Linked DNA regions of Xenopus tropicalis: region 1 is linked to region 2. A link is a contact called in public Hi-C data. All regions are on one chromosome and are shown on one strand. Each heading gives the region's core, a stretch centred on a gene start, on an enhancer-like site or on the middle of the called end of the contact. The rest is flanking DNA. Distances are from core to core; before and after follow the strand shown.

Region 1 (3,137 bases), core at 389-2,888, 34 kb before region 2:
AGTGGGCACCTGATAAGTAGTGCAGATGTGAGTGCTAGGCACATGCCCCTGTTGCTTTCTCTAAATGTCTGGTATCAGTGCTGAAGGGGGTACAAGGTGGGTTGGTTTGGGGTTGCAGATTGGGTGGTAGTACAGGCACCTTTGTCTAGGGTGGAAGTACCTCTTGGCCTGGTTCTAAGAGTCCACTTCAACTTGCACGGGATGCAACATTTTTTGGATTCAAGTTCCCTTGGTGCAAGTCAGTTGTGGCTACTGCTGCTAAGCAGCTAAGGGAACCCTTAAATCAGTGCCAGATCCAGGCTGATGGTGATTCTAGATTTCTTTTGCTTACAACAAGTTGCAAAGGAGTGATAATACCTTTCAAAATAGCATCAATGAGTTTAGTTTTGCCTCCATTCTGCGTTTGTAAATGAGCCGTCATATGCACTGTATTTCTCCAGAATGTCCTATCTTTTGTTTGTTCCTCAGAATCTTAAGGGAATTAGGGTATCAAACTATAAAGTAAAGCGATTTGGGTTGCTCAAGGCTAATATTAACCTTTCTTCATATTCAGCATCTATATAACATGCTTTTAAATCAATGCCTGATAAAGACCCAATCACCATCTTGCAGCAGTTACATGGGTGACACACATGTAATGATAACTGATGGGTGCCTTTCATTCAGTACCCGTGTGGCTCTCTTGTTGGGAGATAGCAGTGTAATACTTGATATTCTGGCATTGCACTGATCCATAAAAATGGGTTTTTGTCAGGCACATAATTCAAACCTGACATCTCCCTTTCATTGTGAAATGGTTAATTTTTCAAGCAGGTGACTTCTAAATTATGGTTGAATTAATAATGCATAATCATAGCTGTTAGTGGCTGTAACTCGTCCTACCTACCTTTAGGTGCTGAGCGTGGAGCGAGAGAATACAAATGACAGATCTGCTTCTCACTTGCCCTTCTTTTTTTTTTTTTTATTTTGAACAAGCCCTCTGAAAGCGTGTGTGTGTTATTTATAGTCATTAGAATCCACCAGGGTGCAAGAGAAATATAAAATGTAATTTTGTAGTGAGATATGAGCACAGGTTTGGCATGGTGCATGCTAGGGCTGACCTACATAGGTAGAGTAAATGTAGGCAGCATAGAGCCTTTGTGTGGGATGCTGGGTTGGGATGTGCTACAGCAGCAGTAGCAGCGGCAGCAGCAGCATCCTTTCTATACACAGACACTTCAGACCCCAGCCAGGAGAGGACAGAACGCTGGAGCACCAGCAGTCACAAGAGAGCCAGTGTGAGCAGCAGGCAGGGGGATTATTAGGAAACAAAAGAGAGAAGAGGGGGAGGAGAAAAGCAAGGAACCAAGTCAGAGCCTGCAATCCGCACTGCTCCTCTCTCACACACATACACATCTTTCTCTCTCACTCTTTTCTTTTCCTCCTCGGCCCTTCTTCATCCCCCCCTTCCTCCCCATCACTGCACCCTCCCCTATTCTCTGTGTCTTCCCAGCCTCCTGCTTTATTTTCCGCCTGCCATTTCTGCACTCCTCCCCCTCTCCTCTCTCTCTCTCTCTGTCTCCCTCTCTCTCTCTCTCTCCATCCCTTCCTCCCCCTCCTGGCTTGTCTTTTATTTATTTATTTTGGGCTGCTCTCCTGTCTCTCTCTCCCTCTTTCTCTGTTTTCCCCTTCTCCCTTGTATTGCTGTGTCTGTATTTTTTGAGGTGCATCTGGGGGCTCCCTTTTGCAGTGCTTGCAGTGCAGGTAGTGGGGTCCCCCCCTCACTCTCCTCCTGCCTCAGCCTGTACCCCCACCCCCTGCCCCACGGTGTCCCCCTGTGCTCTCAGCCCTGCTGCAGCCTGTAAAGATGATGGCAGCAGCTCCCATCCAGCAGAACGGGACCCACGGCGTTGTCCCCATAGACCTTGATCCCCCAGACTCCAGAAAGCGACCCCTGGAAGCACCCCCAGAGGCTGGAAGCACGAAGAGGACCAATACTGGAGGTAAGTGCACCAGCTGCAAGCCTGCAAAGGCTTCCTTATCTGTATTACTGGAATGTTTCTCCCCCCCTACATATATGCATGTTCTGGCCCGGTAGTCTGCACTGCATGGTTCAGGCTTCTTGCTGAAGCTTGTCTATTGTAATCTATGGTCAAAATGGCGTCTTCATCTCTTATTATTGTAGTGATTTTATGGCTCTCATCCTCATCCTTAGTGGTGCTTTCATTGCAATACAGCTGGCAATGCTGCCCTACCTCCCCGTAAGGGATAGCGGGTGCAGAGAGACAGAGCTTCCTTGTAATCAGTGTGAATTGGGATAAGTGGCATTGGGAAAGATGTTGGGGAAGGAGGTCCATTTGTGATTTTTAATGTGGTGGCACCCCATTGCTAATGAAGATGGGGCTATAATGCTGCACCAGCACTCAGCATCCCTCCTGTAACTAAGGGGTTAAACCCCAGTACTGGAAGATGCATGGAGGAGGCAGGGACCAGAGCAGTCAGCTACACATCACAGTGGCTGCACCTCTCGGTCCCCCTCTTATTGTTTCTGGGCATCTTTTTCTATGTATCAAGTCTAACATTTGCAGTTCTACACAGCCCAGATTTTGGAGCAATAGTCTGTGTCTCTTTTTTATTCACCCCATCATCAATTGTGAGCTGGGGGAGGGGGAAGAGAGTGAGAGGCTCAGCTCACAGGAGCTGGGGGGGTGCTTCTTCTGCATCCTGGTGATGTGTCCCAGCATCTTCACGTTCATTTCTATTGGAGGCATAACAATGCAACGATGCAGAGGTGAATGCATTTGCTGAGGATTTGCAAGGAGGATCAGTGGGTTTTTTTTTTCTTGGCTTGGATGTATGCTACCAGCACAGGAACCACAAATGGACCTGCACTTTTATCATAAACTGTACAGGGATATATATTTTCTGGAACATGTTGAGGTTATGCAAAGTCAGTGACTTGTTATATATTAAAAACACCCCACATGCTACATTTTCTCCTCATTTCATTCAGCGAGCAGGCATTATAGCTGTCACCGCTGTCTATATGTAAACAGAATTCTGCATAGGGTATTTTTGGGGTTTTTTTTTTTTTTTGGTGTCTTGGGTGCGCATTGCCTTTTGCTTGATGACCTGCACACACACACCCAAAAACAACA
Region 2 (3,343 bases), core at 232-2,731:
CAGCTAGCTCCTGCTACATGGTTTCAAGAATCAGAACCGGTACTACAAATAAGAGGAATGGATAAATATTCCATTCTGTATCAATTATGTTTCTTAATATAACCAATGATAATTATGCACTTTGGAAAGTTGCTTATACAGGTATGGGATCTGTTATCCGGAAACCAGTTATCCAGAAAGTTCCCAATCACACGGAGACCATCTCCCATGGACTTTATTATAAGCAAATAATTCTAATTCTTAAAAATGATTTTCTTTTTGTCTGTAATAATAAAACAGTAGCTTGTACTTTATCTCAACTAAGGAATAAATAATCCCTATTGGAGGCAAAACAAGCCTATTTGGTTTAATTCTTTTTTAAATTTTTTTTTAGATCTGTGAGTAAACCTTGTTAAATATGATTAGAATGAAAGATCTCTATGTATACACCAGTAAGGCAGTACTAGTTACTTCTGGGATAAACTGTTTGGCCTCAAAGAAGCCTTGAAATGATTCCATCCTAGGGTTACATATACAGCTATTTTGTTCCGATACAGGAAATATCCTTCTCTCTAATTAATTTTAAAAAGTGTATGTCAAAGTAAATGAAGGGATCAGAGGTCAGTCAGGGCCTATTTTCCCACCACAGATGGGCTGAAAAATGAGTAAATGCCTGGCTGAGGCCTGTGCCATGGAGATAAGGAGCAGCCCCATATTTTAATAGCTGTGATGATTGCTTAGGAAAGAACAGCTGCCTCTCCTCTCTCTGCAGCTTTAACTAAGGCCCCTGAAACTCCCCATGCTCTTACATTCCTTTGCTGGCTACAGAACCTACAAATATAGGATAGAACAGCCAGAACAGCACGCTAACCCCCCAATTCAGTCAAGGAGCTCCCATCAATCATGTCTGATGAGCCCATTACATATCTTGCCAGTGCAGGGTCATTAGTTTCATTATCTCCTGGATAGGATGGATGCTTAGCCTATCCCCGCTAGAAGTGGGGAAAAAGAAACTCTGATGAAAAGATTCTTAGAGTAAGGTTACGCTAAGACAAAAATCAGTTTGCCCCCTAGAGTAGGCAGACAACATCTGCAGAATTCAGCACAAATTTCAGTTCCACTTTTTCACTTGTTGCTGGCAAAATTGCTGGAATTCATTTGGTATATTTGCTATATATGCTCTAAGAGCATATGTAGCACATAGGGGCCCATCAAAACAGGTCCTACCAGTCTACAAGTCATTGCTTCCGAAACTGCACTTTTCACACTTTGCGTTGAGTCGTAAATGAGCCCTTATTGTCTCAGTGCAGCATTACATATTGACCATCCCCTACAGTACACAGACTTTTGCCAATAGCTATATAACATTGTAGCCTAGTTTTTTTTGTAGTCACCATTTCCCTAACTCATTGCTGCCTGCAAACCCAGTTCTCTGGATTGTATGCATGGTTGTGCAATCCAACCAGGGGCCCGCATCTATAGGCTCAATAGAGCATGTCACTAAGGGTTGCTTCCCTCTGCTGCTGGAAAATGGTATCAGCAATGACCTGTCACAGTATCTTTGTGCCTGTGTATATGTGCCTAAAAAGATCTGATTTTGCAAAACACCATATATGATAAAGGTCCCGGTTGAGGACCGAAACGTCGATCTAAATAAAATAAGTATCTCTTTTTGATGAAATTTTCCTGGTGTGCATCAGCATTTTTTACATATTTACATTGTTTTTCTGATTTGCACCCAGGTTGTAATCCCCATAAGTGTGTGCCTCAGCCTTTTTCTATATATATATATATATATATATATATATATATATATATATATATATATATATATAGAAAACATCCAGAAGCCGCACTCACAGGTCTTAAGTTGAGAAAACGAAATCTTTATTGCCAGGAGAGTGAACTAACGTTTCGGCTGTTACACCAGCCTTTGTCAAAGTTTGACAAACTCTGGTGTAACAGCCGAAACGTTAGTTCACTCTCCTGGCAATAAAGATTTCGTTTTCTCAACTTAAGACCTGTGAGTGCGGCTTCTGGATGTTTTCTGTTTATGCTGATTGAACACTGCACCCAGGCAACTAAAGCGGGTATTTCGTGAGTGCCGGCAGTCTCCTTTCTCGTTATATATATATATATATATATAAAGGCTGAGGCACACACTTATATATATATCAGATCAAAACAATTCAGTATATATACATATATGGTATCCAAACCTCCCCATACTCACTCCGGCCGGTGCTGCTGTTATTCACATGCATTACTTTCTTTCTTTATGGCATTTAATTAGCATTGGGCTTTTGAAGTTAGGTACTGTACTGTGACCTAAATAGGCACATGAGTGGTGTTCTGGAGAATATTTAGGCTTGCCCATTCCGTATTCATGGATTTGCCAAGACCATAAATTGCCTGCCGCAATGTTTGTATAGGGCCCAGTCACCTCTTGAACCCCTTGCCTAAAGATAAACACCCACACATATTCCATAGATTTAAAATCAAGTTCTCTCCTCCAAATCGAGGTTGCTTAGTACCGTGTAGCATTTCTTCTCAGGTTAGAAGACTACCAGTCTACTCTAGGAGCCTGACCTAATTTCTAGGAACCAGAGGGGAGGTGCCTGTGTATAAATCTATATAAAATGTCACAAGCAGTTAGGAGACGTGGCTACCTGGCTCCTGGGAATAGAACAGTCCTGTCTCGCTAACTCTGCTTTCCTTTGATATCGTCCTTCATTTTGTATGACAGGAAAAAAAACCTTTTGCCTCAGTGTAAAATTATTCAGTTGCTCTAATTTCTTTTTCCGTCTCACTACCATAGACGGGACAGATAAGTGGCTTAGCTACCAGAGGTACAGGGGTTCTGACTGCATCTCGGAGGACCTGAGAGAGCCCTGTCAGCACAAAGAATTAGAGCTTTCATCATTAAAATAAAAAAAAATATATATATATATTTCAACAGGAAAATCCCAAGACACTGTGCCACATACAGGGGGTGAGGGTTATAGGCAGATAGAGGGGATAGATTAAAATAAACTAGTGGGGACCTATAAACCATTTTCCTAGTCAATTAAATTGAGCATCCCCGCTCCATTGGAGACATAAAATGTAACCCACTGACCCACTAACTGCCCAATTATTTATCCATGTTAAACACACACTGAAGTCATTGCGTCAATCTCAATTGATTTGCAGCAGATACACACAAATGAGACACAGTGCTGTTACTTTGTACTACTTTACTGAAGATAGGGACGCCCATTACCATTTTGTGCCTCCTGTAATAATGAGTTTAAAAGCTTAGGTACATTTTCTTGAATATTGAATGAATTTGGTACTGTTTCTAAAAGTCTGCTATTAATGTGGT

What was found. A called contact is a pair of places that touch in the nucleus more often than the background predicts.
Region 1: a contact with region 2 is called in a Hi-C map of brain, with 5 times the contacts expected there. The contact joins the promoter of nova1 here to the enhancer-like site in region 2. A contact is called at or near these places in 2 of 5 Hi-C or Micro-C datasets (brain and tailbud embryo).

The regions. Positions count from the first base shown.
Region 1 is chr8:112,090,850-112,093,986 of UCB_Xtro_10.0, reverse strand. It overlaps nova1 (neuro-oncological ventral antigen 1), which reads left to right and starts at 1,638. Exons shown (of 5, transcript NM_001102869.1): 1 at 1,638-1,982. The coding sequence starts at 1,847.
Region 2 is chr8:112,056,874-112,060,216 of UCB_Xtro_10.0, reverse strand. All of the region lies in intron 2 of nova1 (neuro-oncological ventral antigen 1), which reads left to right. Among named protein-coding and RNA genes, the nearest start is that of nova1, 34 kb to the left of the region's middle. Within about 2 kb of position 1,481, at least 1 of the 11 cell types and tissues checked has an H3K27ac peak or open chromatin away from gene starts, as enhancers often do.